2 separate regions of the Danio rerio genome follow, and region 1 is linked to region 2. Evidence: chromatin contacts called from public HiCAR-type data. All regions are on one chromosome and are shown on one strand. Each heading gives the region's core, a stretch centred on a gene start, on an enhancer-like site or on the middle of the called end of the contact. The rest is flanking DNA. Distances are from core to core; before and after follow the strand shown. Region 1 overlaps baiap2a (BAR/IMD domain containing adaptor protein 2a). Region 2 overlaps baiap2a (BAR/IMD domain containing adaptor protein 2a).

Region 1 (4,556 bases), core at 1,662-4,161, 100 kb before region 2:
TTTATTTATTGGCTTGTTGGTTCATTTGTTTTGCTTATTTGTTCGTTTGATTACTTTAGATTATGTATTTAGCTTATGTATTGGTAATTAGTCGGTAAGTTAGTTAGTTAGTTAGTTTATTTATTTATTTATTTATTTGCTTGTTTGTTTGTTTTGCTGGTTATTTAGTTTGCTTGTTTATGCATTGACAATGTATTTATTTATTTGTTTGTTCTGCTGGTTCATTTGTTTGTTTGTTTGTTTGTGGAATGTTGCATTAAACAATTTTGATTTCAATATAAACAGCACCAGCCTAAATGACTGACTGACTAACTAACTAACTAACTAACTAACTAACTAACTAACTAAATAAACAAACAAATAAATAAAAAAACAAACACACACTTCAACGATAGGAACAAAAATAAAAGCAATACCCAATTTGGGCACAATTATTCTGTGATTTTCAAAATAAAAATCAGAAAGACTTCACTGGCTTGATTATGATTAATCAAGCTGAAACAAGCCAACATAATACGCAGACAATCAGAGGTCTGATTAAACATGCATTTAGTGCAGAATGAAGACAAACATTCAGACTCACTTAATAGTCTGCAGGCACATAGCAGGACAGCTAAACCAGCTTAACTGCTTAATCAGGCTGATCTCTTGACTGATCATGCACAAATAACCAATGCAGCACTACAAACACATACAGACACTGCGGCCCTTAATCTCATTCTACACACACATACATTTCTTTAAATAATTGACATCTGAAACTCACAAAACATGCAGGTCATCTGATTAATAAGTATATGATTAATTGCTGGCTAAACTGTTGGTATGCGTGCTAACTGTTCTGTTTTCAGAACACTTTATTTTGATGGTCCATTTGAGTATTAGTAAACTGTCTGTTTAATATCTGTTGATATTGCTCCTTCAACCGACATTTAACTGACTATAAGAAACTTCGCAAGTAATGTCAGCTTACACTAACCCTAACCCCAACCTAACAGTCTACTTATTATCTATTGAGAATTAATTGGCATGCAGATGGAATGTAACTTAAATTGATCAAGCCAACCATCAAAATAAAGTGTAACCTTTTTTCTTTCTTTCTTCCTTTCTTTCTTTTTTTCTTTCCTTCTTTCCTTCATCCTTTCGCTGGTTTATTTTGTTAGTGAGCTTATTTATTTGTTTTTGGAATGTTGCATTCAATGACTTTGATTTTTAAGATGAAACCAACTAACCAATTAACAAACAAACAAACAAAGCAAACAAACAAACAAACAAAGCAAACTAAGCACTGGAGCGTCCTCGAGCACAGAAAAGTCACTATATAAAATAAACATTAATATTATTTATTTTTTTTTATTTTCTCATAGCAAAAAAAAAAAAAAACACTGAATAATTCGACATTTGTGTAACTCACTGACACTGTAATAACTGTAATTAGTAAATAATGACTGTGAATAGTAAACTATTTACATATATAGTATGGTGCATATATAGTATGGTGGACACGAAGGGAGTTAATCAAACTGCAGTAAAGTTTATTAATAAACCCAAAGTACAAGAATTGGCAATATGACAGGAAAAGGAAAAGCTAATGACCACAAACAAACAAAGACTGAAATAAATGGGCTCAAAGACAATGAGAACAATGAGTTAACAAAGGGGCAGAGACAACCAAAAACAAATTAGGCATTAGCCTGTGTGTAACCTTTATGAAATTACATTATGTATAATAGATTGATAGATAGATCATTCAATGACTCACTTATGCAATCATTTATTTGTTTATGTATGGCTTTATTTGTTCCTCCATTGCAAAACAATTGTGTAGAAGTTCAACTACAGCATTTAAACATTACTCTCAAAACTCAAAATGCTGTACATGTTGACACAGAGCTTTCTTTACAAAAAATGAACACATCCAAATCCCCATGAATGACTGATTTCAACCCTCAGATCATTTATTCACTTTGTAAGCAGCTCTGAGCTGAAACTCTGATTCTGTTCAGCTCAGGTCAAATGAATCAAAGGAAACCAGGAGTGAAGCTGTTATCAAATTAAAAAATGTCAGCAGAATATTGTCTATACATGAAACAATGTATCTGATATGAGGCCTTTGATGTGACATACTGGTAAAGGCGTGTAGTGTTTTTGTTTTGTTTTATTTTGCTGTGAAAGCGAGTCTCATCTTGGACATTTCTGACAGGAGCTCTGTGTGTGGCGGTGTGTGTAGCCTACACACTCAGCTCTTTAAAACGCAACAGTGACGTCTGCATTCCTGTTGATGTAGTACTGACAGACCGCAAAACAGGCATGGCCACTGCAGACAGACACACTGCAACACAGATACACACACACGCATGTGCACGCACTAATATAACTCTTATTGAAAACAACCACCAGTTTAGAATTATAAATAATAATTTTAGTGTGACTTATTTTTAAGACATTTGATTTTCAAGAATGTGAACAAATGATCCTAGAAATGTTTTACATTTGAAAAATATTATTGGGGAATTAAAACTACTTTGCCACAATGATAAATGTTCTTATCTATTGAAAAAATAAAATAAAATAAGTGAATGAAAGAAGTAAAGTGACAACAACTACTACTAGTATTAATAATAATTGAATTTATTTCTTCCACACAATCTCCAAGTAGTACAGTGAATAATAGACACCTGTCAGTCAGCAGAGCAGATTCTCTTGGGAAAATCTGCGCCTGCAGTCTTGCATGTCTGTACTCGGACAGAAATATGCGTGCAAAAAAAAAAAAAAAGAAAAGAAAAACACTAGTCAAATCAAGGTCCCTGTACTTCCTGTCCCGATCTCACCTCTATATGCAAACACCAGTTCAGTACATCTGAAGAGCAGGAGTTTCGTCACCGCCTGTGAAAGAAGTGCAGGCCGCCGCAGGCAAACCTGACAGGCCCGACCAGTCTGGGAGGAGGAGGAGGACGAGTGAATCACTGACAATGGTCAAGTGTGCATCGCTGCGGGGAATCAGGAACACTCGAAACGCTGCGGCTTCCAGCCAAACCCACACTCAAGAACAAAATGGAGGACTTCGAGGATCAGCTGAACATTAATGGATCGGCTGCTTTGCAAATTACATCACTCCCCACGGTGCTGCGACTGACAATAACAAAATATCCTATGGTGCATCGCAAAGTGCTTAGTTATGTCACACTGTGTTATGGAGAGTTTCCTCATATAACAAAACCACAAATAAACACTTCATTTCTTTGTACTTGTGACTCATTATGACCTACAGTTTTGTTTTAAAGCATTTCATTTCTCAACGGATTGAATATTTGCCACGTCATTTTTATATGCAACCTTTCTATTGAGCCACAAGTCGGCAGCTGTCTGCATGATGCTAGATGACGCTGGACGCGAACATTATCTGCACAAAAGCTAAAACACTTTATGAACCTTTTGCTGACAGCGATGAATGTTTACACCTGACAACAGGTTTTGATCTCTAGTTTCATTCTATAATACTGGACTTATATTTCTACAAAGGTTTGAACTTTGAGAGTGTTTGTTTAAACAAAAGAGAAAAGTGTGAAAATGTTGATGAGAGAAGTGTATGAAGTGTGTAGTGAGGGTTTTACAGCCTTAAAACATCTTTAATAGTTTAAAAATAAAGCTGAATACTTCACGGATTTGGCCTATTGTGTGTTAGTTTTAAAATGTAACTCCCAAGAATAACGAGGGACCACTGTAATTGTGTACAAGTTAGCTAATAGACAGCCCAAAAAAGTTCACACTTGACTTTGTCTGGCAAGCAGGAGAGCGACGTTTTTACACCGCAGTGAAAATGCAGTTTCTAAGAGTTAAAAGACATATCTGAAATTGTGTTTTCGCTATCAGATAGTTATTGTTTTGTTAGCAAAAAGTTGCCAGGCAACAGAAGCACACATTTTTAAAAGGCACTGGAATAAGGAGACGCTGAAGTGTTTGGGTGGTCAATTTGACTATTTGATCACACTGAATGTGTGTTTTGGTTAAGACGAATCTCTTTTATTGGTTTATTAATGTCCACACACATTTTGTAAACTGCTTATGTTTCCTGCATGCTTTACGTTAACCATCTGTTGCGTCTTGTAATTTTTCCATAAAAAAGTAAACTTTGCTTCGTCAGTCGCGTCTTTATCATTCTCCAATCAAATGTGTTTCCGTTGAAATGATAGCAGTGTTAAAGTTGTTCTAGCAATATCACCCTCTAGTGGATGCAAAAACATTGACAGCATTTTGCTACATGTGTTGAATTACGTGATCAGCGTAATCAATCAAAATGCATTTTAAAACTGTTAAGAATATCACCTGGATTGTCCATAAAACTTATTGCAGGGCACTTTAGCTATCTGTATACACTTACTTGAATATACTATTCATCTGGATTACAACTACCATAATGCTTTATGCCAAAACACTTGCTACAGCTGTTACCAATCTGAACTGACAAACAGCTAAAAAAATCATTTACACTTAAAAAAAAAAAAAAAAAAAAAAAAAAACTCCATTCACCTGCGCACCCATTGTGGAGTCTTGTT
Region 2 (4,772 bases), core at 1,196-3,695:
TTGAACTTGCTGAATCGCGCCTAATGTTATATTCTAACAGATATGTAATACTTGGCAACATAACAGTAATTTGTGTTTTAAAGTGCGTGACGTCACGTACTACGGCCGTGACGCGGTTGTCATGGTGACCGTCACAGCCCTAGTTTTAAGTATATATATATATATATATATATATATATATATATATATATATATATATATATATATATATATATATATATATATATATATATATATATATATATATAAAATATCGCAATATATATCGCAGGGGAAAAAAATATCGCAATGTCAATTTTTTCCAATATCGTGCAGCCCTACCTGCCACCAATCTTCAATGCTAAATTCACCCTCACGCTCCATCATAACTCATAAGACAACTTTATCTCGACAAGAAATCTCTTCGCAATTTAGTCTTATGAGATCTTGTCACAACCCCATTACTCCATTACTTAATAGTTTGTTGAATAAAATAAACATCATGTGAAAAGTAATTGAATGAAAGATTAACCTGTTTGGAAATAATTTTAAATTCATATATATATATATATATATATATATATATATATATATATATATATATATATATATATATATATATATATATATATATATATATATATATATATATATATCACTGTAATGATACAAACTATTTTAAAGAAAATTCTCAAATTATACTGATAAAATAGCTTGTTCACAACACTAGCAATCTGATCCCTGGTAAACATGCAAGTTGCTAACAGACTACAAGTCCACCATTACATAAAAGACAAGTTCCAGTCAAGCACAGCTCACACGCACCTGATCCATATTCCGCTGATGGCAAACACTCACAGTCGAAAGAACCTTATGGACAGATTACAAGGACTATATACACACACTTCATTGCTGAGTCTTGTAAACCGTTTTGTAAACATTAAGACGCATTTTCCCTGCTTTGCTGTGTTTTTGACCCTCGTCTGTTTTTTTTGTTTACGTTGCCTGCTCCCTGCATGTACCGACCAATCGCCTGTGTATTTGACTATGACTCTGGATTTGCCTGGATACATTTGTTTGCTCTGGATTGTGACCGTTGCTTGCCTGACCATTCTGTTGATTAAACCCTGTATTTGGAGTTGTCAGCATCCCCATTATCATTACAGAACTAGGGATGCATTTGGGATAATAACCGGTTTCAAGGTTTACCGCGGTTTGGAAAAGTCAAGGTTTTAAAACTGCCAGAATTTTCTGTGATACTGTTCCCAAGGTAAGTGTACAGTTTGTTTGTTTTTTTTTTTTTTTTGTTTTTTTTTAATGCTTTTTTAGTGACTATTTTATTTATTTTTTCAGGGCTTCAGTATCTCCAGCAGAAAATGACCCTCTATATCAAAATCTATTGTTTCAAAATATTGTTATTAATGTTTCTTATTTTCATTTACTCATTTAAATTTATTTTAAACTTTAATGAGTCTTCTGTGCTTTAAAAAAAAAAAAAGCCACTAACATCCATATCAGAAACAAACAAAAATAAATAAAAAATACCATGAAGTTCAATGGCTGTTTTTTCCTACATTTTTCATAATGTCTTGTTTTGTGTTTAACAGAAGAAAGAAAGATTTTGAACAACTGGAGTAGAAGGAAATGAAGGAATTGTCTATTTTAGGTAAAATACCACTTTAACACATTCAAATGTGTATTTATTTATTGTTTAATATATTGTAGGCCTCTGAAGACTACCTAAGACTTAACATTTAGCTAATAAGTTGTGAAAGACTATTTTTTAGATGCATTTGTGATGAGAAAAAAGTAGTTTCATCATCATCTTTTTGCATTCTAAAGAAGCAGTAGTCATAATGGGTGATGGCCAGATTTTCATTCGAAGTAAATTATTACTTAAAAGACCAAGACAAAATGAAAACCAGATCTAAAATGGGTCATCCATTAGCGCATTAGCCGCATAACATGAACCTTTTATGAATTATTGATGAATTGAACTAAATACATTTTCTTAATGTCAGTTTCTATCAGCGGTCTGTGTATCTCGCAGTATGGCATGACAAAAACATTTTGTTGCACATCGTTGCTAAGAAACCACCTGTCCGGATTTCCCACATGAAAGATACATCCTCACTACTTCAAAAAAAGAAGAAAAAAAGGGAAAAACTATAGCTGTGTGCACTCCTGGTGATCTTCTGATGAAATGAGTCCCTGAACAAATGAAATTCCACGCCTGTCGGCAATGATAACGCCTTCATCAAGCAGATTTATGGCAGAGTAATATGCATATTGTAACTGAAACCTTGGCTTGTTATTTCCGTTCTCCAATATTAGTCATCGAAACAAAAGATGAAAAAAAATAAAATTGTATATGGACACACCTATATGTTTCCCCTTGGATTGTGTAAACTTGGTAACCACGTTTTACATCAGTTTTAGTTGGCTATTTGGGGGAGGTGTTTTTAGAGACACTCCTATCACATTGTTTCACCTGTAGACGTGATGAGGCATGTTTCTCCTCCACCCTGATCAGCCCTGCTGGAGGAGTTTTCAATCAATCACCACACACATGCACACTCAATGTAATCTCCTCTTAGGTTGGAAATACTACTCTAGCCTATACAAATCTGGCCATAAATAATTCAGCCAAGAAGTTTTAATTTTAGTATTCTAAAACCCCATATCGGAATTTAAATATGCAAGTATGCGCTTTATGAAGATTATTATTTTATTTTTTTAAACGGTATATAAACAGATGGATAGAAAGACATAAAAAGATATATATGATGATGGAACAACAGACAGACCTATAGGACAGACAGACAGACAGACAGACAGAATGATAAACAATGATAGAATGATAGACAGAATAATATATAGAAAGAACGATGACAGAACTGATTTATAGAACAACCAACAGATAGATAGAACAACAGACAGATAGATAGAATGACAGACAGAGACAGAAGGACAGGCATAAAGATAAAATGAATGATAGACTAAACGATAGACAGATAGATAGGCATAGAACGACAGAAAAACAGATAGAAAGAATGATAGATAGAAAATGATAGATGGAAAGACCGAGGGATGGATGGATAGATGGACAGATGGATAGGATGGACAGACAGACATACAGCTAGCTAAGATGGATGGATGGAAGGCTTAGATAGATAGATAGATAGATAGATAGATAGATAGATAGATAGATAGATAGATAGATAGATAGATAGATAGATAGATAGATAGATAGATAGATAGATAGATAGATAGATAGATAGATAGATAGATAGATAGATAGATAGATAGATAGATAGATAGATAGATAGATAGAGAGATAGATAGAGAGACAGACAGAGAGACAGACAGACAGACAGACAGACAGACAGACAGACAGACAGACCAATAAATAGAACGATAGAACAATAGATAAAATGATAAAACGATATATTGAATGATTGATAGAACAAAAGATAAAAAGACAGAATGATAAATAAAGATATAACCATAGAACTACAAATAGAATGATATAATGATAGAATGTTAGACATGATAGAACAATAGATAGAAAAAAGACATCACAAAAGATAGAATGACAAAATGTATATAGCAATAGACATCCATTGAAAGAACAATAGAATGATGATATTTGAATTTGATCTTCGGAAGAAAGATGAAATGATAGAATGGATGGATAATGACAACAACAAAGCTACAGACCAAAAAAAAAAAAAAACAACAGACATGCATACAGAATAGACAGATAAATGCTAAAATGCTAAAACGATAGAAAGATAAACAGAATGACTTGCAGGCCAATAGTTTGCAAGATGATAAATCATACAACTATAAACAGAATGATTGAACAACAGAATTAAGATAAAAACAATAACAAAACCATGTTTGTACAATAAGATTTAACATCAGCAAGAATGACAGACAGAACATTAGAAAAGATGAATCAAACAAATAGATGACCGATGGAATACATGACCGAACAACAGACAAACTGATGAAAATTACCAAGCAATAAAACAACAGATCACTGAGCGATACAACACAACAGATGAAGAAAGTTGTGGTGTGGTTAGAAAATTAGCAAAGTAGCAGTTAGCGAAACTCCTCTAGCAGCTTTAATGGCCCAATTATAGACTATACTTTTTTTCGTGTACATTAAATAGAACAAACGCTTTAATCCAAGGGGATTTTTAGTGAGTGCAGAGTCAACATTTTACCTTGGAATCAAAGCCACAACCCTAAATATTCAAAAGCAACTCTCGAGCTGAAGTCTGTAACCGCCACAGACACATGAAGCCACATGCTAACATTGCATTAGCATGTATAATAATAAAGCTCTATTATTATAGAAAATTTAATCGTTTTATTTACACTTTTTCTTTATTCTCTCTCATGGGAGATTTAAGCTTGCAATTCTGAGGAATACAATGCAAAATAAATCATTAAATACAACAATTTAAAGGCACAGTATATAACATTCCCTGCTACAGGGCTAGTACTCAAAGTTCACATAGCCAAAGTTGTATGTGTAATCATGGGAGTTGTGATTTTCATTTCATGGTATGAGAATGCTGCAGAATTCTAAACTTATTAGAGCTTTTAATATGCCACAGTCTACTGCTTCCTGTGTTTCCACGAGTGATCATGTGGAGAATGTGCTCTTGGCCTGTGATTTTTAAAAACACGAAATACATTTGCACATGCTCTGTGCAGTCTAATAAAACAGGGGTTCCCGAATTTGAGTCTGTGACCCCCAAAACAACAATTCCAGTGAC

What was found. HiCAR-type assays count read pairs that join an accessible place to other places.
Region 1: a HiCAR-type map of caudal fin shows a contact between it and region 2, with 6 times the contacts expected there. The contact joins two enhancer-like sites. A contact is called at or near these places in 1 of 18 Hi-C or Micro-C datasets (gastrula embryo) and 1 of 4 datasets of contacts at active chromatin or transcription factors (caudal fin).

The regions. Positions count from the first base shown.
Region 1 is chr3:54,314,031-54,318,586 of GRCz12tu, reverse strand. The region is part of intron 3 of baiap2a (BAR/IMD domain containing adaptor protein 2a); the gene reads right to left. Among named protein-coding and RNA genes, the nearest start is that of mir338-3, 110 kb to the left of the region's middle. Within about 2 kb of position 2,911, at least 12 of the 62 cell types and tissues checked have an H3K27ac peak or open chromatin away from gene starts, as enhancers often do. A contact at or near this core is called in caudal fin, where this site is marked.
Region 2 is chr3:54,209,349-54,214,120 of GRCz12tu, reverse strand. The region is part of intron 1 of baiap2a (BAR/IMD domain containing adaptor protein 2a); the gene reads right to left. Among named protein-coding and RNA genes, the nearest start is that of baiap2a, 16 kb to the right of the region's middle. Within about 2 kb of position 2,445, at least 3 of the 62 cell types and tissues checked have an H3K27ac peak or open chromatin away from gene starts, as enhancers often do. A contact at or near this core is called in caudal fin, where this site is marked.